Linked DNA regions of Mus musculus: region 2 is linked to region 1. Evidence: chromatin contacts called from public promoter capture Hi-C data. All regions are on one chromosome and are shown on one strand. Each heading gives the region's core, a stretch centred on a gene start, on an enhancer-like site or on the middle of the called end of the contact. The rest is flanking DNA. Distances are from core to core; before and after follow the strand shown. Region 1 overlaps Fyttd1 (forty-two-three domain containing 1). Region 2 overlaps Lmln (leishmanolysin-like (metallopeptidase M8 family)).

Region 1 (5,434 bases), core at 966-3,465:
GCAGGGGAGAGAGACTGATTGCACCACCACCACATGCCTGGCAGTGGTGGCACACGCCTTTAATCCCAAAGGCAGAGGCAGGCAGATTTCTGAGTTCGAGGCCAGCCTGGTCTACAGAGTGAGTTCCAGGACAGCCAGGGCTACACAGAGAAACCCTGTCTTGGGGGAGAAAAAAAAAAAAGGCACCACCAGCACCAGACCTGCCCCTAGCTCCAAAAAGAACCACCATCTTCATGGGAAGCTTAATCAATGTAAGAGGCCTTCTCTTCAGAAAGGAGGAAGCTCTTTTTTGCTTTAATATTGCTTGCATTTGGAATATATGGAATTCTTTGTATGACAAGTAAATTTTTTAATCTCTTCATACCCCCAAATTGCATATATTTTATGAATTACATTACAGGCAGTAACATTTAATATGCACCTCTAACAAAACTAAAATGTTGACAATTATACCCATGTTTCTTAAACATAAATGCTTTATAATTTGATTATAATTAATATAGTGAAAAGTGAGTGTATATTTAAAAATACACGACAGATTCGACCACCAGTCTTTCTCCTCTGTGTGTAAGTTTTTCGACATGGGGTCTGGAATTAGCAATCATCTTCCCGGTGTATACTGAAAACATTGGCCTTTTGTAATGAGTTTCAGTAACTTCCATATCAAAGTAATTAAATAGGAATTATTGGAAGAGTAGATTTACTGAGCACACCACAAATGCTGATATAGGGATATTACTAATTCTTAGACACCTGACACATTAAATACCACAAAACTACTGCCTATGTGTGAAGTCGTTTATTGTCCACTGAGAATTATAAGACATGAGGCTCAAAACATGACCCATGTTCCATGTACGTCTTAGAAAATGTCGGGTGTCACTTAACTACGATGTAAGAGGAGGGGCTGACGCAGATCATCTCTAAAGGCTCATCTACTTCTGTGCTCTGCGTTATAACAATGTGACTATCTTTAATTCGCCTTGGTGGCCTCATGTTGGAACCTCAGGTCACCCATGCATGAAATGGTCAAAAGTCAGAGGAACACCAAGAGTGGAGATTTAGCTGATCAGCAACTTCAAATCCCAGAAATCATATATAAAACCACTATAAGATGCTTTGTAACACACAACAATCTAAAAAACCACAACTCAATCTTTATAGCTCAGAATAACTCATGTGAAACCTGTTACATTTTATTTGTCAAAAATGAACAGCTTCAGAACAAATCTAATGTAACTTTTCCAAAAAACACCAAAAAGTACAGTGTAAAGCACCTCCTCGTTAAATACAAACGCTCACGTCGTGATGCACTGCATCAATGTTCTGCATACACCTTGATGCAAAGGAAATTTTACGTTGCACCCTGTTTAAATAAAATTAAAAAAAAAGGGGGGGGGGGCTTCAAGAACTGAACAAGGATGACTACAATCACATTCCAAGAGAGGGAATTTTTCTCCAACAAAGCAGATTGTTTTGTGTATATACAACAGGTCAGCACTCAAGAGTTTTAACTTAGTTGTATCAAAGGCAAAATTTGAACAAATATTAAGTTACAGATGAATGAAGAACAAACATTTACTATACCAAAGACACTGTTTTTCAATGTACTTAGTGTCAACATTTGGGCGATTTTTAAGATTTTCCAAAAATGGAATTACTAATACCTCTGTATAGTAATATTTAAAACAACAAGAAACAAAAACTTTTATATCATATTTTAAAAATTGTTCCAAAGATAGTGTTCATGCTCAATTGTTTTTCCTTTGCTTTAAAATAAGCTACCAGCAAACCACTCTAAAATGTTTTGTTTCTGAACCAAATATAAATATTCATATTGGCAAAAATGTTTTATGAGTCCTTGGCCTCAATGAAAAGCATTACAGCTAAGGAGAACTGGAGCTTACTTTCAAATTCTGTGATTAGCCTCTAAACCCCTCTCAAGTCCAAGTCCTGGCAGATTAACAGATGCTGAGGAAAGATTTAGATCTTTGGTATAAGCATGACATTGTTGCTGTTTTTCCCACAACTAGCACAAGCCAGTAAGAACTTGAAGAACATCAAAGACAATGAAGTCTAGGACACAATGAAGGCGGGCAGGAGTATAATGCTCTGTCTTTACAGGAGAAATCAACAGCAGAGACTTAAACACCCACTCAAACTTGAAATCACAGCAAAACAAAAGGTCAGGTTTCAAAATGACCACACTTGGTAATCTGTAGCTGGGACACGCCGCTGCATTTTGGCATCTCACTGTAATTTATGACCTATGACCATGTGAGCACTCTCAGCACTGATAATCTGTAGCTGGGACACGCCGCTGCATTTTGGCATCTCATTGTAATTTATGACCTATGACTGAGCAATCTCAGCACTATCTCGGCACAGCAGACCGTCCTCCAGTGTAAGAAAAAACAAAACAAAACAAAAAAACCCTTTTTCCTATAATGCCTGAACTTTGAGCAATAGAAGAAACGGAGTGAGTGTGTATAGTTAAATGTAACTTCATTATAATTTACTTTTTTTTCTCTCCTTTGTGACATATATAAGTAGATTTTTGTTTGGGGAGTTATAAATTATTGAACTTACTGAGTTTAAGAGCTTTACAAAAAAAACTTTTGAATATGAAACATAGGACTTTATATATCTAGTAAGTATATTGTCAAAATACCCAAGATTCAACTCATTTTAAAAATTGTAATTCTTGTAAGCATCATTTATAGAAGAATCTACAGACACTAGACTCAGGACAGAAGTCAACCCAGATGGCAGAGCTATGACTCAGGCTTTATTGTTCCCATGTCCAATCTGTCCGTTGGCCAATGCCTTTCATGTCTTCTCCATTTATACTGAACACAGACCATCAGGTTCCACACCAGGCGTCTCCTCCAAGGACCTAGCAGATAACTTTGTAAATAAGCATTTACAGCCCTAACACATTTTGGCCTGAGACTAATCCTGAGAGCCACATTTTTTTTTTTATTAAAAGTTTAATACTAAGTTCTTAGAACTTAGGGAGTTTAAGCTAACAATAACTGAAAAATGAACCAAGTTCTAAATATTTCCATAAGCCTCAAAAGTCAAAACCAAAATTCTCCTACAGTTTAGAAAACACCAGTAATGACAGAAAGGCAGCTGTCCTTGTCACGCCAACACATACATAAATGGGTAAGTGACAACACAGAGGTGTACTCTTATTTCTCAAGTTTAAGATTTACCATGGCAAATCCTAAAAACTGGATAAAAGTGATGAGATCCTAAATCCCACGCTCATAAAAATAATCAATGTCTGTCTTTCTGTCTTCCTTCTGCTTCAGGAGGAGTCAAAGAAGTCAACAGAGAATTGCTTTGTATGGGCCAACCATGAAATCTTTAAGAACAGATAGGTATATTCCCTGCTATTCTTTCAGGGCATTATTTATACATTAAAAAAACCAAACCAAAACAAAATAACCTTCAAAAATAAAGTTATTTAGGCTTGTGAATATTCTGAAGGAAAGTTTCTTGAACTTCTCCGATGAACTCTTCAAGCAAATCAACTTTTCAAACAGTCAACACTTAAAGTTCCTTGGACACGGATCTATCCCACAGTCACAAAGCGGCTTCCTCCTTTGCTGAACGTGAGGTTGGCTCTTTGCTCTTTCAGTATCCCAAATCGTTCATTCAAAGTCATCCCTGTCTATAGAAAAGGAGAAAAACATTAACTTAACTGAAAAAAAATTCCTTTATATGTGATTTTAAAAAGAAAAAAAAGATTTATTTATTTTATTTCATTTATGCGACTACACTGTTGCTGTCTTCAGACACACCAGAAGAGGGCATCGGATCCCATTACGGATGGTTGTGAGCCACCATGTGGTTGCTGGGAATTGAACTCAGGACCTCCGGAAGAGCAGTCAGTGCTCATAACCACTGAGCCATCTCTCCAGACCATGAACTTAAAATTAATAGTAATTAGTAGTAACAGTAAGCAACATCTTAAATTTGTGTATAATTTCAATTGACTCTAACAAAAAGAAGCTATACATGAAGTTGCCTATCAGGTTTAGAACTTAAAAGTAGGTATCCAAGAATCCTAGTCCTCTAATCATTAGATATCTATACTGCATTATACAAGCATATACACACTACTACTACTGTCTATATAAAATATATCCAAAATACCTCAATCTGAATTAATTTGAAGCTCTGCAAACACTGTTAAAAATTCCAGTGATACCTTTGGCAAAAAGTGTTATTTCAACTGATGTTGGCACACACAGTTGATGACATCACTCAGGAAGCAAAGGCAGGTGAATCTATGAATTTAATTCCAGAATGACCTACAGGGTTTCAGGCTTACTAAGAATATACTGTAAGACTCTGTCTCCAAAAAAAAAAAAAAAAAAAAAAAAAAAAAAGAAGAAGAGGGAAAGAAAAATACCAAACAACAAAAAAAGCAAAAAGCTATTTTATAGAAAAATGGTGGCCTACTCCTACTATCTATCCCAAGAGTTGGAGGAAGAAAAATCATGTGTTAAACCAACCTCAGCTACAGTATGAGACTATGACTTAAAAAAAAAATAGAAGCACAGTTATTTCAACTTCTGAGTATTTTTAAAACAAAGCTCTAAACTGAGTGCCCCATAAAAATTTAAGTAAAACTCTGGCCTCTGATTAACAAATAACAAAGTGTTTCCAAACAGAAAAGAAATTAAGAATAGGATCAAAATAAAATAGAACAAAATTCTCTCCCCTCCTCCCTGTTTTTTTTTTTTTCCTATTTTGAATGGAAAATTATACCAAGAACTTTGTCTATGCTAAACATGTACTCTCTAACTAAACAAAACCAAGTTTTCGCCCCATACTTCTAATCTTAAATTCCAGGACCTTATTTCTACCAAACTGTTTCCCAAAGAAGTATATGATAATATTCAACATAAATTCATAGTAAAAAAATCTCAGCAAATTAGAAAGACAGGAACTCCCTTAACCTGACAATCTACAGTAAACGTAAAGCCAGCAGTCTGTCTGTCTGTCTGTCTAGTTATCTATCTAATTTTTTTTTCTGTTTTTTTTTTTTTTTTGGTTTTTCAAGACAGGGTGTCTCTGTGTAGCCCTGGCTGTCCTGGAACTCACTCTGTAGACCAGGCTGGCCTCGAACTCAGAAATCCGCCTGCCTCTGCCACCCAAGTGCTGGGATCAAAGGCGTGCAACACCACTGCCTGGCTTCTAATTTTTTTTTTTTTAACTCAAAAACTGTTTCTTAGCTGGGTGGTGGTGGCACATGCCTTTAATCCCAGTACTCAGGCGGCTGGTGGATCTCTGTGAGTCTGAGGCCAGCCTGGCCTACGTAGTGAGTTGCAGGATAGCCAGGGCTGTTACACAAAGAATCTGTCTGGAAAAACAACAACAAAAAGAACTATTTCTTAGAGTTTGAGAGGAAAAACTGCAG
Region 2 (6,290 bases), core at 3,774-6,273, 170 kb before region 1:
TGATATAAATGCTTTTTTTGGTTTTTCGAGAGAGGGTTTCTCTGTGTAGCCCTGGCTGTCCTGGAACTCACTTTGTAGACCAGGCTGGCCTCGAACTCAGAAATCCGCCTGCCTCTGCCTCCCAAGTGCTGGGATTAAAGGAGTGCGCCACCACGCCGGACTATAAATGCTTTTAATACAAGATTTTCTTAAGTATTTTATATATTTTAAATTTGTTTTCAGTTCAGGCTAAATACTACATATATATGTATATCAATGCTATGTTATAATGCTATCTTAAAGCTACCCTATATACTACATCTACTGTGCACTGCAGAGCACAGAGAATTATACTATTTTCTAATTCATCTGTGTGGTTTTAGAAATATTTTGGTACTTTTCCTTGCTGGAGACCTTATTAGGTATCATTCCCAAATGTGGAACAAAAGTTGAGAATATAAAAGCTGTACAATGAATTGCAGGGCCAAGCCCTTGCTATTTCAGTGACCTTTAATTATAAGGTTATTCTCTAAGACACCATGAACAGTAACAAGGAAAGTCTTTGCTAGCTTCTTCACCCACACTTACTAAGTCCTGAAACTGCAACCAGGCAACAGCACTATTGAAAACCATTAACTACTGGATGGTGTTGGGAGCTGGGGAGCAAGGGTGCATAAAAGCTCAAACTGGCATTATGTGCACACACGTCTATCTACATCTCTGAGTGTGCATGCGTGTGCATTTGTGCATTCATCTGTCAGAGACAGTCAGGTGGGCGTGAGGCTAAGTTGCTAGAATGGCTGTCCAGTGTGTATGAAGCCTTGGGTTTAATCCCCAGCTCTGCACACACTCGGTATGATACCACATGCTTGTAATCATGGCAGCAATCCTCCTGCTTTAGTATCTCAAATGCTACAAGTGCAGACCTGAGCCATCACATCTGGCTCCAAGATGCTTTCCTTCCCAAGTTTAATCCCCTTTCCAAAAGTCCTGTTATCAATGGGAATGACTGCTTAGGTGTAAATCATGCTAGATAGCCAAACGCAGCCTGCCCCACCCTGACCATTAACATTTGTATTGACAGAAACACAATTAATCAGGTTTTATCAAACACGAATCTAAGGACTCACATATCATATAGAACATGTATTAAAACAACAGAATATGTAACAAATGAAAGGTCTGAAGGAAAGGACAGAAGTCAGTAGCATACCAGGGCATGAATGATCTCATGCTTCACTGTGGACAGCATCCCGATGAACTCCTGGGGCTGGGTGGAGATCATATTTGGACACAGGTTAGCATATCCTGCTATGGGCCTGTTAAAATAAACATGACATTGTTTTTACTATATTTGAGAAGTATTATAATATTTGTTAACCTATACTTCTCTGAAAAAGACAGCTCAAGGACATTACTTGTTTACTATCAGATACAATTGAATAGCTAATTCTTATTCTTTTTCTTTACTGCCAAGATCCATACTGTTTGCTTTCCAACAGCATGAAAAAGAAATACTTGTTTTTGTTTTTTTGAGGGGTATGGGGGCTTCATTGGGGCCTTTCAAGTGCTCAACGCCCTGAGTAACGACCACTGTCTATCTGGCTGTCTTTCAAAACTGTGGCAAAGGGATGTGTGACAGAATCCAAACTGTTTCCTCTACTGTTGCTTTAACAGTTAACTGTGGAAATACCATAAATCTCACTGCCTACTTATAACAAATATTTGTCCTATTTAAGTAGAAAAATGGTGTTATTTCCTGATAGCATCAGACTTAGGTACTTTGAAAAAGTATATCATTAATGAAAACACTGCCACACAGACAGGTATGGTGGTGTAGTCCTGTAGTCCCAGAACTAGGAGGCCGATGCAGAATTGAAAGTTTGAGGCTATCCTGAGCTACCCAGAAGAGCTCATCTCTAAATACCACACCACAACCACAGTGGCTTCTAGATCAAGTGTGTCCCTGCCAGGCTCCAGCCCTCCCGGGCCCTGCTTCCTCCTTCTCCAAGCCTTGGACTTTCAACAGTCTACGGAAGTAGCCAACCCACCGCCACAGCACAGAACCAGGGCCTCTCAGACCCAAATGCCCTTCCGCTCAGCGGTGTACATCTGCAGCCCCTTCGTATTTTTATTTAAAATAAAAGATAATCTTTTTTATTACTTAAGACCTTTATTGCTATATGTTGAAGTTTGTTGACATTTTTCTTGTCAGGGAGTAGAGAGGAATCAAGTTGTTTCATTACAAATTAAGAATGAAGTTCTTAAAAACCTCAACTTGACTAGATACGAAATTAGTTAAAGACCTTTTTTCTTTTTTTTTTTTTTGGTTTTTTGAGACAAGGTTTCTCTGTATAGCTCTGACTGTCCTGGAACTCACTCTGTAGACCAGGCTGGCCTCGAACTCAGAAATCCGCCTGCCTCTGCCTCCCAAGTGCTAGGATAAAAGGCGTGCACCACCACTGCCCGGCTAAAGACCTTTTTTTCAAAAATTATTTATTATTTTTGATTGTCTGTGTGTCCGTATGTGGGTATTTGCATATGAGTGCAAATACCTATGGAAGTTTCTGTAAACAAGGGTGGTTGCCCCAAAGCACAGGATGTGCCTGATCGAGTGCAGGCGGGAGGTACATGCTTGACCTCCATTGGATGAAGATGGATATACATAGTTTTGTGGGGTTTGCCTTTATAAGCCCATAACTAACATAATTTGTGGCTATTCTCAAGGAATCCCCAGTATGGGCCTGGCAAGTCTTCACTGTCCAGACCAGCATTTAATAATGTTTGTTTCAAATGTGGCTCAAAAATTGTGGTTGTGGTCTTATTCTCAACCAGTGGGATTAACACAAAGTCTCAATGAGTTTCTTGGGCTCATCTAAAACTCCTTCTGTTGCCTAGGCTGGCTTTGAACTTGTGCTCCTCTTGCCTTGGTCCCCTGAATAGCTGGAATCACAGGCCTGTACCACCGGGCCGTGTTTAAAGGGGCTTCTGACAGCAACAGGGCTTTTTGCAGCATGAATTTGCACGCCTTCCACCTCTCTTTCTCTTTCTCTGTCCAGGCTGAGCTCCGGGCCTCACACAAGCTAGACAAGCACTCTACCATAAGCTGCATCAGCCATTCCTCTCCACCCCCATTTTGCTGCGGTTTGCATCCTGCTAAGCTGTATGCTAAACCCAGCATGGTTTACGCCTGGAATTCTAGCACTGGGGAAGCAGAAGCAGGAGGCGCCTTTGTGTTCAAGGTCAGCTTGGAGTCTACATGGTAAGTTTCAGGGCAGCCAGGCCTACATACACACAGGCTAGCCCCAAACTTCCAATCTGCCTGAACCAGCCTCCCAAGCAGCCCACACTGCAAGCACGTACCACTCTCCACCCGCAGAGGGTTCCCCGCCTCTTTATTTGGCTAAAGCCTTAGCAATGCTCGGGCTGCAGCTTTATTTTTACTTCTTCAAAAGAGGTCTTCCTTCCCAAATCAACTGAGTGGCATCCCCTGCCATTCTCGCCTTCTGTTCTTTGCTATAGGCTCCTGTGTAAAATATCTATCACACATAAAACTGCATGCTTACTTGTAGGTATAACTAACCATTATCTGTCTCCTTATACAACTGCTAAGTCCCAGGAGGCAGGTTCACAAGTGTGTTTTGTTCATCTTCTCTGAGGGCAGCATAATTAGGCACTATGGCGGTTGGTCGATTGGTGGTCAGTCCTGGGTATAGATTCACACAATGGAGTTCTTGAGACTCAGAATAACTGGCTAGGCGTCAGACCTACACCTTTGTAATCTCAGCACTTGGGAGTGGGGAGCGGGAGGATAAGGAACTCAAGGCCAGCCTCAGCTATCTAGTGAGTGCATTGCAGGCCAGGCTGGATTACAGACCACTTCTCATGGCTGGGGGCAGAACAGGATACTGTGCCAGGCTTTGATCCACATCATCCTTCCAGAGGAAAGCAAATCCTTCCCCAGGTGTGGTTACATTCATTGGTACAAAGGCCATTTACTCTTTAGCTATTCGTTCCTATCAATGTGAACCAACAGTCAAGCACCACAACCAAGTACGGAGGTGGGTAACAGGGCTGAGACATGCCTTCCTGCCACCGGCCCCTCCTGTCCGACTCCTGTGCTGAATTCTCTCACGGGAAGACAGACAGATGCAGAAGTGCCTTTGGCATCATGAGACACAGAAATGAGGTAAACTAACCTAGATTCAGTCAAGCTGGGGCTTTTCTATCCTTCCCCTCACTCATCTGGGCAAGTCAACTTGATCCTAATATATAAAGTCCAGCACAGCTTTTATAAAAGCAATAAAAGCTCACAGTAAACCGGGCATGGTGACGCACGCCTTTAAGAGGCTGAAGCAGGCAGATTTCTGAGTTCAAGGCCAGCCTGGTCTACAAAGTGAGTTCCAGGACAGCCAGGGCTACACAGAGAAACCCTGTCTCGAAAAACAAAACAAACAAACAAACAAACTCATAGTATAAAATAATTTGCTTAAACAATGTAGAAGCATAAAGAGCTGCAGAGATGGCTCAGCAGTTGCGAGTACTGACTGCTCTTCCAGAGGACTCAGGTTCAATTCCCAACACCCACATGGTAGCTCACAACTATGGCTCAATAACTCTGCAGCCACACAGCCAAGAAGTGGTACACAGACACATGCAGACAAAACACCCATCCACATAATATAAAAATAAACCATTTTGGAAAAGAAATCTGTAAAGAAGATAGTGAAAATGCCCTTGTTCTCCTTCCTGTCTCTTCTAACTTGCAACATCAGAAGCAGCTACTATTGCCAACAATACCACAAATGCTATTTTCAAGCCAGAACAGCTTCCTCTAACGTGGGGCGTTCAGTGCCCAGCCAGACAGTCCTAGAAACCAGGGAGAGCTGGAAATTCTGTCTTTCTGAGGCTTTTCCTGAGAACATTCAAGTACACACAGGCACTTTACTTTTGCAATGTTCTTTCAACACTTTAGGTCAAAATGTGACTTTGTGTGTGTGCAATGCATACAGTTTCGTTCAAACTGAGAACAGGAACTAGGATTCTGCAGCCCTAGCAAGTGAAAGCCTATTTCTCAGCAACATTCCACTGCCTCCGTCTATGAAGTAACTAAATTATCATTCATCGGGCAGCTAAAATATCATATGCCATTGATTCTGACACATCATGTCTAAGGTACAAATTTCAAGTAACTTCTTGGGGGAGAAAAGGAGTACCAGTGAGATCCACAAATCTTCAGAACCAGGTGAGGTTCTACAGTAACAAACCCAACAGTCACTGCAAAAGCTTGTCAACATTCAGCCTGGGGACTCGAGTCAACCTCACCAAATGCATAATCCATCTTCATTCCAACTTGACTGGACTCTTGATTACCGAGGCTATACACACAGTGGGGGTGTGTGTAAGATGTTTCCAGGAAGGCTGAACTGAGTAGGGGAGACCCTCCTTAATGTGGGCAGCACTGTGCAATGGGGTAGGGTCCCGGAGTGAATAAGGAGAATAAACTGAGTGAGAACCATCACATAGCTGCAGGGGAGAACCACTAGATGTCAGGGGTGCTGGGCCACGGACATCTCCTTAAGAACGGATACAGACACAGAGCCAGGCCAGCCGGAGAGAGGCTACCTGTGCTACAGATAGGATCACAGGGCACAGGGTGCATGAGCTGCCGGAGCCCAGATAATGTCATCATAAATGGCCATGTGAAATGTGCCGTTGGAATGGTGTTTGCTCTGTTGGGTTCTAGTTTCGTTTTTGCCAAATTTTTCCTTGCTATGTGTGCTCAGTTTTTTTTTTTTTTTTTTTGGTCAACTTGCTAGAAGCTAGAAATCAACTGGAAACAGGGAAGCTCAATTGAGAAATGCCTGCATCCGAATGGCCTGCAGTCAAGTCTATGGGGCACTTTCTTGATTAATGGTTGATGTGGGAGGTCCCAGCCCGCTGGAGGCAGTGCCGCCCACAAGCAGGTGACTCTGGGTTATATTTCTAAAAGCAAGCTGAATGTGCCATGGACAGTGAGCAGTAAGCAGCGGTCCTCCATGGTTCTGCAGCAGCTCCTGCCTCCAGGTTCCTGCCCTTGAGTTCCCAACGTGGCTTCCTTTGATGCTGGCTGAGACATCAAAGTACAAACCAAATAAACCCTTTCCTCTCCGAGTCAGCAACAGAAAGCAAATAGACACACTGTGACTGGCTTAAGGTAGCTCCTGGGGACCGAGCTCAGATCCTCACACCAGCAGAGAGCACTTTACCAGCTGAGCTATCTCCCCGGCCCCCTCATTCATCTTATATTTTTTACATTATGTGCATATGTG

What was found. Capture Hi-C pulls out chosen DNA fragments and counts their contacts.
Region 2: a contact with region 1 is called in a promoter capture Hi-C map of adipose tissue. The contact joins two enhancer-like sites. A contact is called at or near these places in 2 of 39 promoter capture datasets (erythroid cells and pre-B cells), 5 of 484 Hi-C or Micro-C datasets (B cells, CD8 T cells, epidermal suprabasal cells and 2 more), 2 of 115 datasets of contacts at active chromatin or transcription factors (pancreatic cancer cells and pro-B cells) and 3 of 9 other capture datasets (adipose tissue, liver and pancreatic islet).

What each region holds. Positions count from the first base shown.
Region 1 is chr16:32,903,777-32,909,210 of GRCm38.p6, reverse strand. It overlaps Fyttd1 (forty-two-three domain containing 1), which reads right to left. Exons shown (of 9, transcript NM_027226.4): 9 at 248-3,679. The coding sequence ends at 3,581. Among named protein-coding and RNA genes, the nearest start is that of Lrch3, 7.6 kb to the left of the region's middle. Within about 2 kb of position 2,215, at least 7 of the 459 cell types and tissues checked have an H3K27ac peak or open chromatin away from gene starts, as enhancers often do. A contact at or near this core is called in adipose tissue and liver, where this site is marked.
Region 2 is chr16:33,075,939-33,082,228 of GRCm38.p6, reverse strand. It overlaps Lmln (leishmanolysin-like (metallopeptidase M8 family)), which reads right to left. Exons shown (of 17, transcript NM_172823.2): 7 at 1,193-1,298. Among named protein-coding and RNA genes, the nearest start is that of Lmln, 17 kb to the right of the region's middle. Within about 2 kb of position 5,023, at least 39 of the 459 cell types and tissues checked have an H3K27ac peak or open chromatin away from gene starts, as enhancers often do. A contact at or near this core is called in adipose tissue and liver, where this site is marked.